Regions from separate parts of the Mus musculus genome. Here regions 1 and 3 are each linked to region 2. The links are chromatin contacts, called in public ChIA-PET and promoter capture Hi-C maps. All regions are on one chromosome and are shown on one strand. The core of a region is the stretch at or near the end of the contact, and the rest is flanking DNA. Distances in the headings are between cores, read along the strand shown.

The links. Promoter capture Hi-C pulls out the DNA fragments that hold promoters and counts their contacts. ChIA-PET counts read pairs in DNA pulled down with a chosen protein or histone mark.
Region 1: a contact with region 2 is called in a promoter capture Hi-C map of the SN4741 cell line, with 5 times the contacts expected there. The contact joins the promoter of Thoc3 here to the promoter of Uimc1 in region 2. A contact is called at or near these places in 3 of 39 promoter capture datasets (the SN4741 cell line, frontonasal cranial neural crest and pre-B cells) and 1 of 9 other capture datasets (liver).
Region 3: a contact with region 2 is called in an RNA polymerase II ChIA-PET map of memory CD8 T cells, with 28 read pairs. The contact joins the promoter of B230219D22Rik here to the promoter of Uimc1 in region 2. A contact is called at or near these places in 6 of 39 promoter capture datasets (the C10 cell line, liver, neutrophils and 1 more), 2 of 484 Hi-C or Micro-C datasets (double positive thymocytes and erythroblasts), 3 of 115 datasets of contacts at active chromatin or transcription factors (bone marrow-derived macrophages, effector CD8 T cells and memory CD8 T cells) and 2 of 9 other capture datasets (adipose tissue and pancreatic islet).

The regions. Positions count from the first base shown.
Region 1 is chr13:54,467,403-54,470,114 of GRCm38.p6, reverse strand. It overlaps Thoc3 (THO complex 3), which reads left to right and starts at 1,275. Exons shown (of 6, transcript NM_028597.3): 1 at 1,275-1,574; 2 at 2,133-2,289. The coding sequence starts at 1,308.
Region 2 is chr13:55,098,671-55,101,566 of GRCm38.p6, reverse strand. It overlaps Uimc1 (ubiquitin interaction motif containing 1), which reads left to right and starts at 1,267. Exons shown (of 15, transcript NM_011307.3): 1 at 1,267-1,370.
Region 3 is chr13:55,691,765-55,694,560 of GRCm38.p6, reverse strand. It overlaps B230219D22Rik (RIKEN cDNA B230219D22 gene), which reads right to left and starts at 1,437. Exons shown (of 2, transcript NM_181278.2): 1 at 1,214-1,437.

The DNA.
Region 1 (2,712 bases), core at 26-2,525, 630 kb after region 2:
ACAGCTGGCTTCATAAGGACATTTTCACACGAATATTTGTTGGATATATTCCTCTGGTGTCCCCTATCCCTGCACAGTTCTTCTCCAGTGCTTGGCGAATCCTGGCTGTGCACCATTGTTTTTTTCCACCCGGGTATCTTTTGGTTTAACAGAGACATAAGTGGGAGGATCAGAGATGTGAGCATGGCACACAAAATGGTCATTGTACTTTCCGCTATTTTCTTTTAGTTTACTATCATGTATATACAATATCCTTTAACAACCAAGATCAAAAGACAGAAAAACGTCTTGGGAGGCAGAGGCAGGCGGATGTCTGTGTGTTCGAGGCCAGCCTGGTCTGTAGAGTGAGTTCCAGGGCAGTCAGGGATACACTGAGAAGCCCTGTCTTCAAAAACTAAAAACAAAAACAAAACCCCCGAACAAACCAAATCTCAAATTAACCGAACAACTTTTCCCAAGTCCAACCGACAAACCCACATTTCTTTTTTCTTTTTTTTTTCTTTTTTTTTTTTTTTTTTTTTTTTTTTTGGTTTTTCGAGACAGGGTTTCTCTGTATAGCCCTGGCTGTCCTGGAGCTCACGTTGTAGACCAGGCTGGCCTCGAACTCAGAAATCCGCCTGCCTCTGCCTCCCGAGTGGTGGGATTAAAGGCGTGCGCCACCACGCCCGGCTCAAACCCACATTTCTTATCAATTCCTTCATTCCACAAACATCTAACCTTTCTCCAGGAGCGACAACTTGCAATGGCCTTTTGCTTTAAGGGCACGATGAGGACCTTACAGTGAAAAACAACTCTAGAAAAAAGATATTTTACATGCAGGTAAACTGGAGGATTTATCTTGACTCTCTTTTTTGAATAAGCAAGGCTACCAAGAAACTGGTAAGAAGACCATTTAAAAAAAAAGTTGAACTCTTGGTGGGGGGTGGGGAGGGGGAGGGAAGCAAGTCGGGCAGTGGTGGCACACGCCTTTAATCCCAGCACTTGGGAGGCAGAGACAGGCAGTTTTCTGAGTTAGAGGCCAGCCTGGTCTAGAGTGAGTTCCAGGACAGCCAGGAAACAAACAAAGAAACCCTGTCTCGAAAACAAAACAAAACAAAACAAACCAAACAAAAAAAAGCGAATTTAAGGAAGAATCAGTCCTATTTCAAAAGGGAAAGGTGGACGCGCGCTGCATGGCGGGATTTGTAGTTCCGCGAGTGAGAGGCGCCAGCGCGGAGCGACGCGGCGCTTTTTCGGCGCATGTGCAGGGCGACGGCGCCAGACTCAGAGTATCCAGCTTCCGGCGCGCGGTCCGTGAGGAGGGAGGCATGGCGGCGCCCGCTGCGGTCCTGGGCCCCTCGGCCCTCGGCCAGAGCGGCCCCGGCTCGATGGCGCCCTGGTGCTCAGTGAGCAGTGGCCCGTCTCGTTACGTGCTCGGGATGCAGGAGCTCTTCCGAGGCCACAGCAAGACGCGCGAATTCCCGGCGCACAGTGCTAAGGTGCACTCGGTCGCCTGGAGCTGCGATGGCCGTCGCTTGGCCTCGGGGTCCTTCGACAAGACTGCCAGCGTGTTCTTGCTGGAGAAGGACCGGCTGGTGAGCTTGTAGGGCACGGGCTTGGCGGAGAAGAGGGCTGTGTGCGGAGGGAGAAAAAGCAGGAGAGGTAGGGGTATGGCCTGTCGTTGGCGGTGATGAGGAAGGGGTTTGGGGCTGGAAGAGTTGGAATGACGAAGGGGGTGAGGCTGCCTGGCGGAGAGCAGAGAGCGAACTTAGTGGCAGTAAAGAGGTGTGGCGACGTGGCTGCGGGCCGGGGGAGGTTGAAGTCAGGTGGCAGAAAGTGGTGAGGGTCTAGAAGAGCCCTGGTGACGAGTGGCTAGGGACTAATGGGGTGGTAGAGCCCCTAGGGTGGAGAGGAAGGCTTTATTTGAAAATGATAGCGCAGGACAGGTTGGTTGAGGTGGTGGTGGAAAAAGAAAGAAGGGAGGCCAGGAAGGGCCAATGTCAAAGCTCAGAGAGGTTCATGGGGGGGGGGGGGAGGGGGTGTTGTAGTTTTGGAAAAAGAATTAGATTTCTGTTTTGAATTATCCAGATCTTTGCTGGTTTCAAGGCACCACTGTTTGGATAAAAGTGGCATCTGGATTCTGTTCTTTTAAGGTCAAAGAAAACAACTACCGGGGCCACGGAGATAGTGTGGACCAGCTTTGTTGGCACCCAAGCAACCCTGACCTCTTTGTCACCGCATCTGGAGATAAAACCATTCGCATCTGGGATGTGAGGACTACAAAATGCATCGCCACTGTGAATACGAAAGGTGAGTTCAGAGAGAGGGGGTTCTGGAGGAAAAGCTAGTGTGATCTGCAGCAAGCATCTTTGTAGCAAGTGCAGGTTATCAGGATGGGTTGTATGTGTCTGTCTGGAGAAGACAGGAACAGAACAGAGCACTTTTCTGGCAGGCTGTAGATGTATAGGAGAGCAGTGGAAACTATACAAGAGTAGTATGTGCAGAGGCGTGGAGAGTTTGGGAGATTCAGGCAGGTTACAATGGCTGAGAAACCATGGGCGATCTGGAAAGTTGTGCGTTTTGTTTAAAGGCTGTGTTCAAAGAAGCAGTGTGGTAGTTTGAGTAGGCTTGGCCCAGGGCATGGCACTATTAGGTGTGGCCTTGTTGGAGGAAGCGTGTCACTGTGGGTGTGGGCTTTAAGACCCTTATCCTGGCTTACCTGGAAGCCATTCT
Region 2 (2,896 bases), core at 18-2,517:
GATGTATCCATCTATCATCTGGTCCATTAACCTATGCTTTTAGGAGTACTGTTTCCCACAAACTATGAACTACTTTTTGTAAGCTTATGAAAAGCATATGAGAGTGTTCACATTTGTTGGCTTGCTATAATTTCAGTGAGACTACCCACCACCGTCACCACCACCATCCCCTTTTTGGGAGAGGTGGGGAAACGGACCTACCAATGCCTTCTGAGTTCTGAGATAAAAGTCCTGGCTTCAGTAAGATTTTTTTTTAAGATTTATTTTTATGTATATGAGTACACTGTAGCTGTCTTCAGAAGAGGGCATCAGATCTCATTACAGATGGTTACCATGTGGTTGCTGGGAACTGAACTCAGGATCTCTGGAAGAGCAGTCAGTACTCTTAACCACTGAGCCATCTCTCCAGCCCCTTCAGTAAGATTTTTTTGTTTGTTTGTTTTGTTTTGTTTTTTGTTTTTTTGTTTTTTTTTGAGACAGGGTTTCTCTGTATAGCCCTGGCTGTCCTGGAACTCACTTTGTAGACCAGGCTGGCCTCGAACTCAGAAATCTGCCTGCCTCTGCCTCCTGAGTGCTGAGATTAAAGGCGTGCGCCACCACGCCCAGCTTAGTAAGATTTTTTTAGGCGCTATCAAACCTTGAGTTTTATTTGTTAAATTTTATTGTAGGAATATTTCATATTTTATTCACCTTTGACATTTCTGCTGTTGCCTTTTTTTTTTTTTCCTCCTCAAGGAAATGGACTTTCTGGAGCATATATTTCAAGGAAATATATGTTGTAGAAATTTCAGTATTATTATTATTATTTTAGTTTTTTTTTTTTTTTTTACTTTTTATTGGTTCTTTGTGGATTTCACATCATGCACTCCATCCCACTCATCTCCCCCTACAATCATACCCGCCCTCCACTCTTGTAATCTCTCCTTAGCAGAGAGCAAGATTCAGTATTTTTGTGTTTTAGGATGCTTAAATTCCGCTAAGACGATCAGACATTAATTAACATTATACCATCTGAGAGTTTCTAACTAGTCATGTGAACATTTAATTTGAACGTAATTTTGGATTCATGCAAATAAATTAACCAGAGGAAGCTTGATGCAGCAGAGCTTATTTCGAAGGGTGTCTAGGGACCCTATTGGCTTTCTTTGGTTTCCCCTAAACCCCTCTCTTAACAGCACTCAGGGACCCAGGAACTGTGTGAGCATACAGCGGCCCACAGGGCTCCGCGCCTGCGCGCCCCGCCCCTCGCCCCGCCCCTCCCCGCCCCTGCCGCCTCGCGCCGCCGCGCGGGCTCTCCTCTTTCTAAAGAGTTGCGGCCGCTCGCGACCCCCAGCGTTCAGGAGGCGCTGGGCGGCGCTGCCAGATCCGCGGTGAGTACGCGTCGCCTCTGCACTCCGCGGCCGTCGGGGCCGCCTGCTTCTCGCTGTCTGCCGGGCGGCTGCCGCTGCTCCCGAGGCGCGCCTCGCAGCGACTAGGCCTCTCGGCCGGGCGGAAGCCGATGCCGGCCGGGTCGCTCTCGCAGCTGCCGGGCAGCCCGGGCGCTCGCGCCCCCCGGGGTTCCCCTCCCTCTGCGGGCGGCGGTCGTCGTCCGGAGCGCCCTCTCTTGCTATCCGAGCTTCCTGGTAGCCTGGTCGCCCGCCCGGCTAACGGACCGTCCGAGGACCGCCTAGGCCCGCTGCCTGCCCCACGTTACTTTGCTTGTCTTGTGGTAGTTGGCTTCATTAGTTCTTCGGCCGCCCGAGACACCGCTACCACCCGGGTCTCTCTGTGTAGCTCTGGTTGGCTTTGAACTCACAGGGTACCCAAGATGGCTTCTATAGAACTCGCCAACCTCCTGCCTCAGTCTCCCGAGAAATATTTTCCCCTGGAAATCTATCATTTACCACTTAACGTAGCCAGTCGAGCCTAGTGCGTTTCTCTCGTGGCTGATGACAGGCGGTGTGTCAGAAACCTGTGAGACCAGAGCGTTGGTCCTCTCAGAGATGGAGTTGGGTGTGAATCTGGACCACTTCGCTCCAGGCTTCTTGCATGTAGTCATCATATGATGTACGGGCAACGCTGCGGAAAAAGTGAGCCCAATGGTTAGGGTGTTGTTGGGTTTGTAGCACAGTCAAAGAAAGTCTACTTGTGGAGCCAGACGCATGAGTGTCATTTCCCGGCATAGCCACTTGCCAACTCCTTTTTTACTAAAGTTCCTAATGTGTTAGGGCGCGTTAGGGTTCTTGAGAGAAACAACCTCAGTATTGGGTGTGAGAAACCTACAAGTTTGTCTATTGATTCAGGCAGTGATAACTTATTGCTCCGGGTGCGTTTGAAATCTTTTATTTTTGCACACTTGTGGGCACACTGGGTGTGAACACACACACGGGCACACACACACACCACCCTCCACCACTACACCGATGTTAGTGGGAATCTTCTTAAATGTCTCTCCATCTTAATTGGGGCAGGGTCTCTTGGAGTTGGTTGGTATGTCTGGCTGGCTTCCTCGGGGATCCCCCTACTCACTATCCACCTGCTGGAATTTACCCACTGAATAATCTCCCCTGAATTCTGTTGCTATATGTGTATGTATGTGTGTGTGTAAGAGAGAGAGAGAGAGAGAGAGAGAGAGAGAGAGAGAGAGAGAGAGAGAGAGATTTTATAGGTATGCATTTACTTTACTCAGTTACAGAAACAAATCACTTTTAATTGTAATCAATTGATAAAGGAGTTTATTCTATCAAGCTTTCTCACTTCTTCTTTTGTGCTGGAGATCAACTCCAAGAGCCTTGTGCATTTATAAGTTTTATTTTATGTTTTTGAGACAAAGTCTCACTATATAGTTCTGCCTGGCCTGAAAATTGCTATGTAGACCATGCTGGCTCAAACTTACAGGGATCCTCCTGCTTCTGCC
Region 3 (2,796 bases), core at 188-2,687, 590 kb before region 2:
ATGGGTGTAAAGGTGTTAACCAACATGCTTGGTCAGCTATTACCTTATGTTTTAAATTATGCTTGTCTACATGAGAACAAATGAGTGTGAGTCCCCCCGGGGTGCAACACATGGAGTTACATTTGGTTCCCAGTGCACCGTAGTGCAGGGAGCCAAACCCTACTTCTCTTCAAGCCTGGTACACGCTCTTAACTGCTTTTTTTCCCAGCTATTCTTGGATTCTTTCCATGCAAAGTTCACTAAAATGATGCAGGTTACATTTGAGAAAAGTGGGCGGAGGAATTTCTCTTAAGACGTGGGTGGAACATAAGCTAGGAGTTAACAGAACAAATCGTGTTGCAAAGCAAAGGCTACAGTTGGTTTTGTTTTGTTTGTGGTACTAGGGGTGGACCCCAATGCCTTGCACACATCAAACAAACGAAGAAGCATCTTTTAAAATGGTGCACCGGTAAGTTTAAGGAAGCCAGCGAGGAGTTTCACTGTGACTAAATTAGTAGTTTTGAAGGTCTGCTGCGACCTGCTTTCCCTTAAGTTTTACTGTGGGTGTTTAATCCTGCCGTCTTCCAATGAAACAATCACATTTCTTTCTTTTTTTTTTTTTACCTTGAATGTGGCAGACATTGCTCCCAAAAAAACTATTTTTAGTAAATTCACAAGGCACCTTTAAGCTTTGTAAATATAGCAAAGCTTCAAAGGCCCACACGCCGTTCTCCTCCAAGGATCAAATATCCCACAACCCTCGGTGTTTTGTTACTATCTAGCTAACTACTGTATATAATCACATATGATTTTATAATTCTAAACAAGTGTGGGAGGCCGTGTCAACCACTGAGGATGCTGCTCCGCTCCCGCCTCCCGAGAAGTTTACACAACATAAATAACGGTCTCCTTTGTCTTCTCTGCGCTCCTTAGCCGTGCCCCACGGCGCTTCCCCAAGTCAGCATCCTAACGGGACCCCGAGGCGTTCCCCGCCGCGCTCTCGGGATGCGGGGACGACCGCAGCTCCAGGGCGAGACTGCGGCCCCGCGCCCACCCTGCAGCCCTGGCTGCGCGGCCCGCGCCGTGACTTCCGCTTGCCGCGAGGCCGGCGGGCGCCCGGGCGGAAGTACCGCGGGGAAGGAGGCCGCCCCGGAGGAAGGAGGCGCCCGCGCTCGCCGCCGCATCCCGCATCCCGCTCGCCGGGCCCCGCGCCAGCCGCCGCCCCGCGCCCTACCTCGGCCGCTCGGAGCCCGGCCCTCAGAGCGCCCAGGGGCCGCCCATAGGCAGGAAAGCTCCCGCCCGTTCCGTTCACTCCGGCCGCGCCCGCTCCGGGCGGCCCTGTCCAGTCACGGCAGAGGGCCGGCGGCGGCGGCGGCGAAGGCCACGCCAGCGCCCGACTCCCTGGAGCCCTCACCGCGGGGCCCCGGACGCGGGAGGAAGAAGCCGCCACAGCCCCGGAATGTGAGCGCCGCCTGCGCAGGCGCAGGCACGCCTAAGTATCGCGAGACTCTTCGCGCGGCCCGCGAACGGAGTGCGCAGGCGCGCGCGAAGCGGACGGTCCCTGTGCGGAGCTCCAGTCCCGCCAAGATGAGCGAGCGGATGGTCGGCTCGGTGACTTCCCAGAATGCAGGGTCACTCCGTGACGCAGGCATCGTTTGAAGCCCGCTGCAGTTGTCCAGAAGCCGTTTACACAGCTGTTTGAAAACGATGTTTGCTCATGCCTGTCTGCAGCCCTTAAGACTCATTCATTGTCTGGGGGCTGGAGAGATGGCTCAGTGGTTAGGAGCACAGACTGCTCTTCCAGAGGTCCTGAGTTCAAGTCCCAGCAACCACATGGTGGCTCACAACCATCTGTAAAGGGATCTGATTGCCCTCTTCTGGTGTGTCTGAGAGCTACAGTGTACTCATATACATAAAATGAGTTTGGAGTCAACCTGGGCTACAGAGCATGAACAAACAAAAATAAACCAGCAGAAATGTTAGGCACGGCAATATGAGTAGGCACACGGGTGACTCATCATGGTCAGGGTTCACAGCAGAGGTACCAGTAAAGCTTGCTTCTTTCCTGCAGCTAGCATCTCAGGGGTAAGGTGGAGCTCCCAGCCTTACCTCAGTCTTTGAGAATTTTCTAGCCATGGTACTTACTATCCTTGGGCTTCAAGTTAGCTCATCTCCAGGCAGCAGAAGTATTCCCAAATAAATCTAAAAGAAATGTTGAAAATCCTTAGTCATCATGGAAATGCAAATAAAAATGATTCTGAAATCCCACAATGGCTAAATAAATAAATAACCAACTCAAAACTGGGCAGTGGTGGCGCACGCCTTTAATCCCAGCACTTGGGAGGCAAAAGTAGGCGGATTTCTGAGTTTGAGGCCAGCCTGGTCTACAGAGTGAGTTCCAGGACAGCCTGCCTTGAAACCCTCCCCAAACAAACAAACAAACAAACAAAAAGACTCAGTGTCTGCCCTTTAGTTTCTTAAGGGTGGGTAGGGCAGGACTGCCCATATCCAAACATGAGAATATTCAGATGGTGATGGTGTTAGGGCTCTCAGATGTAAGATGTGTAATAATTAAGGTATTTTATGTGGGGTGCCCTGTAGTATTTAGTTTTTTTTTTTTTTTTAATCCCTGACATCTCTACAATGTGCCATATCCTTTATCCTAAAAGGCGGAACCACTAGCCTAATTCCATTTGGCGGTATTTCCTTCTGAGTCGCTTGGTTGTAGAATTATCCTGGATTCAGAGTTCTTACTATAAGCCCGGAACATGAAATTGATAGTATTGGGCTGGAGTTATGGCTCAGTGGTTAAGAGCA